Linked DNA regions of Danio rerio: region 1 is linked to region 2. A link is a contact called in public HiChIP or PLAC-seq data. All regions are on one chromosome and are shown on one strand. The core of a region is the stretch at or near the end of the contact, and the rest is flanking DNA. Distances in the headings are between cores, read along the strand shown.

Region 1 (5,042 bases), core at 1,005-3,504, 130 kb before region 2:
AAAAAAAATTTGTTGGGCTTGCGCAATTTTGCCATAGTGTATTTATTATTAATTTATTTAAATGATCAATTATTACGTTAATTTAATTATTATGGAATCTAACAATAAACTTATTTATTTATTATTTTTAATAAATGTACAATTAGGCAAAAATATACATATAGTAAAAATTTTTTTAAACAAATAAAATAAAAAATAAATCGACATTTTAATTTACATAACAACTGTAAAATAATAGTACCAATATAAGTTTATATATATATATATATATATATATATATATATATATATATTTTTTTTTTATGATAGTATTAATTAATTAATTAAAAAAAATATAATTTAAAAATTAAGATTTTTTGTGTGACTGCTAAAATTTGCCATAATATATTTATTATTTCAAATGAAAATGCAATTAATTAAATAATAGTTTTATTTATTTATTATTTGTTATTTATCTAATGTGAAATGAAGCAAAAGCATCTATCGTAAAATTTGTCTTTAACACCGTGTGAAAATGAAATAGTATTTACTGCAACTGTAAAATTAGTGGTAATATACGTTTTATTATTAATATTGTTATTTAAATCACAATTTTTATTTATACATTTCTGTAGGGCTGCATAATTTTGTAATAATGGATTTATTATAATTATCAGTTAAATACATGATTAAATTTTTGAATTAATGATTAATTATAAATTTAAAGTACACTTTTTTTATTTATTATTATTTTTTATTAAATAAGATGAAACTAAACAAATTTTGTAACTAAATGAATAAAACCAATCAAACTGAATCAAACTAAAATTATCAGGCGGAAATCAGTCGTTGTGTTTTTAAGGCAGTTGTTATGCATTATTGATCCGCTTAATTTCTTCTGCAGCTTCTCCTGAAGATGATCGGGAAAAGTTGATGATCGCCAAATTACCTAGAATGCACTGCTCTGGAACCGACTTGTGAGTTGACCTCACAATGACCTCACTCTTTCTCCAATGAGACACTAGCATTAAATGTTAAACGTCATTAAGACAGCAGAAGTGTGTTTCCATCTGGTGTGTGTGTGTGTGTGTGTGTGTGTGTGTGTTCAGGAAAGTGTTTGTGTAAGGTGTTTTTCATAGTTATTTAAATGTTTTAATCACTTAAAGCACTGCAGAATTTGACACTCAAATGCAAATGAGTTCAAATGTAACACGGGTCAATGGTGCTGAAGATGTTCATCAGTTTGTTGTCTTTGTTTTGAGTTTGTATTGACTGGATAAACAGGTTTGGACCGGCCGCAGAACTGGTTTGGTGTTTTAAAGGCACTTGTTAACGAGTAAAACTAGCAAATCACCTTCACCAGCTGCTTTAAGTGTGCTTTCCTGGAGCAGACTGTGGTGTCAGCGTGTGATTGAAGCGTTAATAAAGCACTGATTTGAGCACAGTTGTTGTGATTGTTGTGATTGTGAATGGAGAGATTGTTCTGAAACACAACACACTCTCTGTGTTATTCTAGAGGACGGGGAAATATCAACACTCATAAACTTGCTTTTGACACACTTATGATTAGGCCCACAAGGAATCTGCACACACAGCGAAATCTGCAGATATTTAGTCCATATTTGAGTCATTGATGTAAATGTGTGTAAACGTAATCAGTTTTATAGTCATTTCAGTAATATTGATTAGTATGCAAATGACAGTGTGATTTATGTGAAATACAGTTTGTAGCAATATTTGTAAAGTAATATTTTCTGTCTTTTAGTAGATATGTTATGTGAGAGACTAATTTTGTTTACCAAACAAGTGGTTCTAATTGGATTTGCATTGTAAGCCTTAAATGATAAGTATTATTTTAAATAATAAGTCATATTTCTTTACATTTGATGTTAAGTTCTTAATTACTAAACTCTCAAAATCGTTCCGCATAAATTCTCTGATTATTTATTTTATGTGCAGATAAATCTAAATATGTCCACAGATTCTGCCTTGCTAATAATACTATCAGCGCAATGTCTTAATGCATTGCATCTCAATTATAAATGTTATACTGGTGAAAGCTAATCTCATGAATAATTACAATTCTTCAATGTTGCTTAGATATTTCCAGAGTTTTAGGTTGTGTAACCTAATTAATATTTAATAATTAGTCTACGCACACTGTGTGATGCTTTAATTGGTCAGCGAACTCTTCCATGCTTGCTTTCAGCCTATCAGCGAGTTGTCTTGAACGAACGTGGCGTTACGTGATTAATATTCATGAACCGAACCTTCGGCGTCTTTGCTTGTAGGCGGGGTTTCGCGGTACCGGTGTGTTGGCAGCAACGGCGGAGGACTGTTTCGGTCTGAACGGCGGAGGAAGCGCGTTCGGTACCGAAGGATGGAGCGAGGATGTAATAACGCATCATAACACAGGACTAAACTACTACATCTGACTGAGAAACACGGTGAGTAGCGTTATTTGGAGGAAATTTGGAGCGGGAAGGGTTCGCCTCATAAAGGGTTAACGGCGGTTATTCAGCAGAAACTGCCGGGAATTACTTCAGTCTAATGTTTTCTGTTTTATTAAAACTAAGGACTCGGAGTAACCTCGTTATGTCATCACATTAGTCATTAAAATAAAATATAAACTTTTAGACGCGTTTATAACTGTTAAAGACAAGACTGGGGTGATGCAAGTGTAATGGTTGTAACGTTAATATAACAGTTTTGACCCTCAGACAAACACGAAGAAACTGAATTTTTCATGAATGTCCAATTGTTATCATGTTGTCGTGATTGTTTTTAGAGTAACTTGTGTAAATAAAACATCGCGTGTATGGCGGAGGGTTCGCGCATGCGCAGATTAACACACTTCCGGACTGGAAGGCTTGGAAATACTTTTTGTTTGCAATAACAACAGAACAATTACAGTGTATATCCTGTAAATGAAACACAAAAATATAGTGTACACAAACCAAACAGGGATTGTTTTTTCTACAGTAAGGGAAATGTGTTAAAATAATAAAATGTTGCATGGTTTCTCTCTGACCTGCAATTAAAAGTCAATATTTGAGCTTAGTAATCATAAGAATAGAGAGATTTGAAGTAAATCACGGATCTACAGGCTACTGAACATTAAACTAGATTTTGTCAAAAATATTTTATAATTACATGACTTTATTACAATATAAAATTATCACTGGTTAGTTCAATTCAATTCAGCTTTATTTGTATAGCGCTTTTACAATGTAGATTGTGTCAAAGCAGCTTCACATAAATGGTCATAGTAACTGGAACAGTGTGGTTCAGTAACTGGAACAGTGTGGTTCAGGTTTTAGTGTTTAAGTTCAGTTCAGTTCAGTTTAGCTCAGTTCAGTGTGATTTAATCATTACTGAGAGTTCAAACACTGAAGAGCAAATTCATCGATGCGTAGCTCTACCAGTCCTGAACCATGCGAGGCAGTGGCGACAGCGGTGAGGGAAAAAAAACTTTGTTTATTTAAAATTTAAATTACACTTAGTTTATTTAAAAGAGAGAAGTACCATTAAATGTGAATAAACTGTAATGTTCTTTTTATTTCAATTACATTAATTGCTATCAGGTTTCAATTTAAATTTGAGTCATGAATTTTATTTTATTAAATATTTTATGAATTTAATTATTTTCATTATAGATTAAATGTTTCCATTTTTACCTAATTTTACTTATTTTATTAATAAATTTAATTATTTTTTTTCTAGATGAATTGTAATATTTTATACCTTGTTCATTAGTTTTTTTTACTTATTACATTATTATATTAATTTAATTATTTTAATTATAGATGGATTCTAATTATTTCTTTATATTTTATACCATGTTCATTACTTTTTGATTTAATTACTTTAAGATGAATTGTAACTATTTTTATATTTAAACCATGTTCATGACTTTTTTCTTGTAATTTTCTTCTGTTAATTAATTTAATTCTTGATGAAATTTATTTTTTAAATATTTTTTATGTCTGTTTCATTACTTTTTAGAAAATTATTTATTGTCTTAATTTAATTATTCAAAGTCTAAAGTAATTGTAACTATTGTTTACATTTTATATCATGTGTATTACTTATTATTTTTTTATATTAAACTATTTTAATCCCCCACACATGCTTCACTGCATAACTTTTATTTTTAAGTTTAAGTTTCATCTTAAAACTCACTTATTTTCTGAATGTTACAGTCAATAATGCTCATTTCATTTTTGCTATTTGTTCTCGTCTTTGTTATTTCTTTTATGAATTATTAGTCTGCTATTTTCTCTAACCTTTTAGTTTTTTTCCTCCTACTTTTGTTGAAAAGCATCGTTGAGTGCTGGAAAGGCGTTATATAGAATACATTCATTATTATTAACGGCAACATGGAGGCTCAGTGGTTAGCACTGTGGCCTCACAGTGAGAAGGTCAATGGTTCGGGTTTGCATGTTCTCCCCGTGTTGGTGTGGGTTTCCTCCGGGTGCTCCGGTTTCCCCCACAGTCCAAACACATGCGCTATAGGGGAACTGATCAACTACACTGGCCGTAGTGTAAGAGTGTGTATGGGTGTTTTCCAGTACTGAGTTGCAGCTGGAAGGGCATCCGCTACGTAAAACATGCTGGAGTATGGACTATGCTGAAGGAAAATGAATAAATGAATTATTATTAATAATTCTGGATGAATTGTAGTTATTTTAATATATTTTATACCACGTTCATTACCTTTTAATTATTATTTTATTACATAAATAACATGTTAATAACTAAATCACTTTGTAGAGTTAACCTTGCATCTTTGACCCACATGTAATGCCTTTTTACCTTAAAATCTGACAGAGTGTATAAATCTACTATAGATATGGTGAACTGTGCTCTAGTGCACCGCCGGCACTTTTATTTCACTCCTGTTTGCAATCATTTACCAACCAAATCAGCTTCTCCACAATAGAGTCTCCGACCACAGATTTACACACAATCACCGAGTTCTCAAAAACACTGATTCATTATTTGAGCGAGGTTTAATCTGCAGCTCGCCCCTGTGAACAAATAAACCTGCTCTCACATTTCTG
Region 2 (5,412 bases), core at 554-3,053:
TGGCTTATATTTACTAAAATGTTCACTTAAAACTTCCCAAAATAATACAGAAAATGACAAAAAGATTACCTAAAACTAAAATGAAAAATGCAATGAATATGAACAATATACGGTGTAATTTCAATATTTTAACAGAAGGGAACTATTGAAACTCACATCTGTCAGATTGCAGCCCCTGAAACACAAAATAATTAGAGAATAACGTTACATTTATTAAGCAGAAATCATCCATTAAATCCACACTGAAGATATTTAAGCAGAAAACAGTTTAAGATCTCTGAATAAATGCAGAATATTAGCTAGTCTTCACCAGGCTAACAGCTAGCAAACAGCACACACACACCAGCAGTTCAGCTTCTTCACGCTCTCCAGGTCTGAAGCTTTAGCTCGAGCCAGAACCAGTTTACGGGTTAATTTCATGATGATGATCGATAAGGTTTGATCGGAAGTATGTCGATATTATTGAGCTCAAACGCGTCCAGTGAACAACAACATCACATCTCTGCTGTCCGTCACTCAGTGCACATGCGCGAGCGCGTCACTGCGCGTCCATGACAACAGCGCGTCCCCGTCTGTCAATTCACGCGCTCAGCGGCAGAGGGAGACAAAAACAACAGTTATGAGGAAACAGATGCCATACAGTATCATGATATTCTCAATGTCTGCATCAAAACTCTGGATCAGTAATTCCTTCATAATATCATATTTAATCATTCCTGCATGTGTGAAAGGATCATTTTATAAGAATAATGTCAGTAACTGAAAATATACTGTCATATATTAAATAATATTTTGAATAAGTTTAGGTAAACTGTGTGTGTGTGTGTAGCCTATACATACATACATATATATATATATATATATATATATATATATATATATATATATATATATATATATATATATATATATATATATATATATATATATATATATATAAAACCCCGAATAATAATAACTTTGAATAGTGTGTGTGTGTAGTTATTATTATTCAGGATTTGCCATTAATAAAGGCATCTGTGTCTTGGATTTCATAAAGAACTGAAAACAAGCCTTTTTAATTTCAAGCACATTATTATTTATTTTTATTTTAATAATAATATTTAATAATAATTAATTATTTATTTATTTATTTAAAGCATGCCTCTATGAATGGCATATCCAAAGAATGGATTTGAGTTTCTTATACAAAATTACACATCTATGTAGAGTATATATATATATATATATATATATATATATATATATATATATATATATATATATATATATATATATATAAGACTTCAGATGTATAAAACTAAATGCCGTCTGAAATCTCCTAAAATGGGTATTTTTCTCAAGCTCCTTTGTGTATGTTCAGTAAATCCACGTTTTGGCAAAAAGTATGTTTTTTTTAAATTGCCTTTAAAGTGAAATAACTAAACACAAACATAGGATGCTGAGAATAATGCTCATTTTAGAAGCAAATTTCAGACTACACTTAGGGGTTTTTGCATCTGAACTATATATATATATTCTTATCAGTGCCTGGATGCCGGTGTTAGATTAGAGATTTAAGCAGTTATGGTTTGCGAAAGGTCAGACATTCCTTTACTCTCACATAAAATAACTAACCCACAATAACTTATTAACTTTTTTTGTTTTGATCCATTACACATTGAAGAACTTGTGTCATAAAATGTAAGTGCGCGCGCAACAGGCCATTTTCTATATTTTTGTGTGTCTTTGTTTGTTTGCTGTATGAGCTTCACTGTCTTCTGCGCGCAGATTTATGTCGCAAACGTGACCCCATATAGTCTCGGGAACGCACAGAGCAAGCAGTGGGCGGAGATTCCTCGAGCTCAGTGCGTGCGCTGCGTGCGGTGATTTGTAAGGAGCTTTCAGAGGAGTCGGTGTTGATTTTTCTGTCGGTGATCGGTAGATTTTGAAGATCCTCCATCATGCATGTGGACTTTGAGAAGCTGCGGATGAGCGGCGCTGGAAAAGCCATCGCCGTGCTGACGAGCGGCGGGGACGCGCAGGGTAAAAACAGCCAAAACACGAAGATAAAGTGCAGAAAGCGACAAAACGACAAACACAAACACACTCTTTCTGCTTTACTGACGCCATTTATTCAATATAAACGCGTTTCAGACCAGTAATGCAGTTTAAACCCGTCTCTGATGCATTAATGTTAGTAAGCAAACGTGTTGCATGTAGAAAGTGTGTGTACATGCAGTGTGTGTGACAATACCTGCTGTAGAGGATCTGACAGCTGCATTTCAGTGCTGAGCTTCTGCATTGCGGATTCCTCAAGCACACTAAACACAATGCACGGGCGGTTTTACACACATTTTCTCGTTTTTTTTTTTAGTTTTTATTGTGTTTTGGTGCGGTTCTAAAGTAGATATCTGGGGCAGAAGTAATGCATGAACTGAATTGTTATGTAACACATCTGAATACCACTCTCATGACCCCTAACTAGTGTCCATGCACATCTCCTGCTTCACTAAATCTGTTGTGCAATTGTTTGCTCATTCATTATGCATTGCTTGTGTTGCTGTTTCTTAGGCTAAGATTGTAAACATAAACGAATAGACATAATCTAGAGAACTGTGGGGTGCAAATTGAAAATTCAGACATAAAAATCTGAATAGCATGACTGAAATGTAGAATTGACTGAAATCTAGAATTGCAAGAAAAGGATTTGAGTAAGAACTAAGAAGTCTTAGCTTTAAGATGTAAATGCTCAATTCTGTGTGTAAAAAGTCAGAACTGTGAAATGTTTACTCCAAATTCCTGGAAAAAAAACAATGTTGTGTGACAGACATCCGCATTCCAAGTAAAATTCATAATTGCAGGATGTAAACTCAGAATCTCATGAAAAAAAACAAGAGTGATGCTAGAAAACTGAGATGTGAACTTAGAATTGCAAAAGTCAGAAGTGCCAGACAAAATCAGCAAATCCCAGGCAAAAATCAACACTCTAAGATATTAGCTCTGAATGTAAAAAACAACGGCAGAAATAAGAAAAAACGCCAACTTAGAAATCCATAAACAGAAGTCTGAAACGGGATTTAAAACTTGAAATACCAAGATGAGAATCAGGATTGCTTGATGTGAATTTGGGGTTTTAAAAATAAAGTCAGAATTCACAGATAAAAACTCAGAGGAAACCCAGAGGAAAAAAAGACCAATTCTGGAAAACAAAATCTGAATTTTGAGATTTGAGCTGTGAATTTCAGGGGGAAAAGTCAGAATTACAAGATACAGACAGAAGTCAGAGAAGAGCTCAGAAATCCAGGTAAAAGACAGAGTCCTCATAAATAAATTAATAACTCTGAGACGTGGGGGAAAAATCTGAATTACAACATGCAAACCTAGATAATAAAAATATCAGAATGCAAAGTCAGAATTCAGAAATAAGAGCTCAGAATACCAGGAAAAAAGACAGAATTAAAATAATTTAGTAATAATCCAGAGATTTGAACTCAGAATTATAAGATGCAAACTCAGAACTTTAAAAATAAAGTCAGAATTTTGAGATATAAACTCAGAATTCCAGAGAAAATACAACATTTTTAGATGCAAGTCAGAATTTTTAGATTAAACTACGGGGAAAAGTCAACTTTACAAGATGCAAACTCACAATTGTAAAAAGAAACTCTGTTTCAAAGATTAGAGCTTAGAATGCCAGAAAAAATCATAATTAAAAAAATAAAGTAATAATTCTTAGATTTTAACTCCAAATTCCACAGAATAAAAGTGAGAATTATAAGATGCAAACTCAGAATAAAAAATAAAGTCAGTTTTCTGAAATAAGAACTTAGACTTCAAGGAAAAAAAGACCAATTCTTAAAAATAAAGTCAGAATTTTGAGATTTGAATTTATTGGTTAGCACTATGGCCTCACAGCAAGACAGTTTCTGTGTGGAGTTTGCATGTTCTCCCCGTGTTAGCGTGGGTTTCCTCCGGGTGCTTCGGTTTCCCCCACAGTCCAAACACATGCGCTATAGGGGAACTGATCAACTACACTGGCCCCGTAGGGTGTGTGTGTGTGTGTGTGTAAATGAGTGTGTTTGGGTGTTTCCCAGTACTGGGTTGCAGCTGGAATGGCTTCTGCTGCGTAAAGCATATGCTGGATAAGTTGGCGGTTCATTCCACTGTGGTGACCCCTGATGAATAAAGGGACTAAACTGAAAGAAAATGAATGAACTCAGAATTTTAGGAAAAGACCAAATTTTAAGATGCAAATTCTGAATTTGAAAAATGTATTAATAATTTAAAGATATAAACTCCAGAGAAAAAGAGTCAAAATCACAAGACACAAAGTCAGAATTTAAAAAAGAAGGTCCATTTTCAGAGACGAGAGCTCAGAATTCCAGGAAAAAAGGCCAAATCTTATAAATAAAATCAGAATTTTGAGATATTTACTCAGAATTCCTGAGGGAAATTTTCAGAATTACAAGATGCAAACTCAGAATTTAACATTAAAGTCAGAATTCAGAGAAATGAACTCGCAATTCCAGAATAGGACAGTATTGTGTAATAGTTCATGGTGAAAACGACAAACAACAGCTTTAATGGCGGAGTGAAATGCGCGCTGACGTGTGTGTGTGTGTGTGTGTTGTGCATGTGTGTGCGTGTTCTCCTGCAGGTATGAATGCTGCGGTTCGCGCTGTAACACGCATGGGCATTTTTGTGGGCGCTAAAGTCTACCTGATATATGAGGTAGGAGCTGTTTACACCCTACACTGAGTCAATGAGCATCGACACAGCACTGACTGACTGTGTGTGTGTGTGTGTGTGTGTCTGTGTCTGTGTGTGTCTGTGTGTGTCTGTGTGTGTCTGTGTGTGTCTGTGTGTGTCTGTGTGTGTCTGTGTGTGTCTGTGTGTGTCTGTGTGTGTCTGTGTGTGTCTGTGTGTGTGTGTGTGTGTGTGTGTGTGTCTGTGTGTGTCTGTGTGTGTCTGTGTGTGTGTGTGTGTGTCTGTGTGTGTCTGTGTGTGTGTCTGTGTGTGTGTGTGTGTCTGTGTGTGTGTGTGTGTGTGTGTGTGTGTCTGTGTGTGTGTGTGTGTGTGTGTGTGTATGTGTCAGGGTTATCAAGGCCTGGTGGACGGAGGAGATCACATCAAACTGGCGAACTGGCAGACCGTCACCAACATCATCCAGCTGGTGAGTGTGAAAAACTCCAGAAAAATGACGAATATAAAGAGAAACTGGTATTTATTTATTTATTTATTTATATCCAGCATTTATTTAGGAAACATGAATACATTTATTTTATTTAATTAAATAGCAATACAGGGTTCATATATTCATGAAAACAACCAAAAATCAATGATAAAGCTATTATTTCAGCTCCTGGCACTGTCCTGACATGATTATACAAATAATTTAACGTTTACTTTTCCAGATTTGAAGGTTTTTGG

Evidence for each region. HiChIP or PLAC-seq counts read pairs in DNA pulled down with a chosen protein or histone mark.
Region 1: an H3K4me3 HiChIP or PLAC-seq map of embryo shows a contact between it and region 2, with 3 times the contacts expected there. The contact joins the promoter of cant1b here to the promoter of pfklb in region 2. A contact is called at or near these places in 1 of 18 Hi-C or Micro-C datasets (hematopoietic stem cells) and 1 of 4 datasets of contacts at active chromatin or transcription factors (embryo).

The regions. Positions count from the first base shown.
Region 1 is chr11:47,302,368-47,307,409 of GRCz12tu, reverse strand. It overlaps cant1b (calcium activated nucleotidase 1b), which reads left to right and starts at 2,254. Exons shown (of 4, transcript NM_001003595.2): 1 at 2,254-2,426. It overlaps afmid (arylformamidase), which reads left to right. Exons shown (of 10, transcript NM_001017677.1): 10 at 884-1,421. The coding sequence ends at 913. All of the region lies in intron 1 of si:dkey-93h22.4 (a long non-coding RNA gene), which reads right to left.
Region 2 is chr11:47,171,503-47,176,914 of GRCz12tu, reverse strand. It overlaps pfklb (phosphofructokinase, liver b), which reads left to right and starts at 1,803. Exons shown (of 22, transcript NM_001328389.1): 1 at 1,803-2,025; 2 at 4,640-4,713; 3 at 5,078-5,155. The coding sequence starts at 1,944. It overlaps cfap410 (cilia and flagella associated protein 410), which reads right to left and starts at 523. Exons shown (of 7, transcript NM_001386666.1): 1 at 344-523; 2 at 157-175. The coding sequence starts at 420.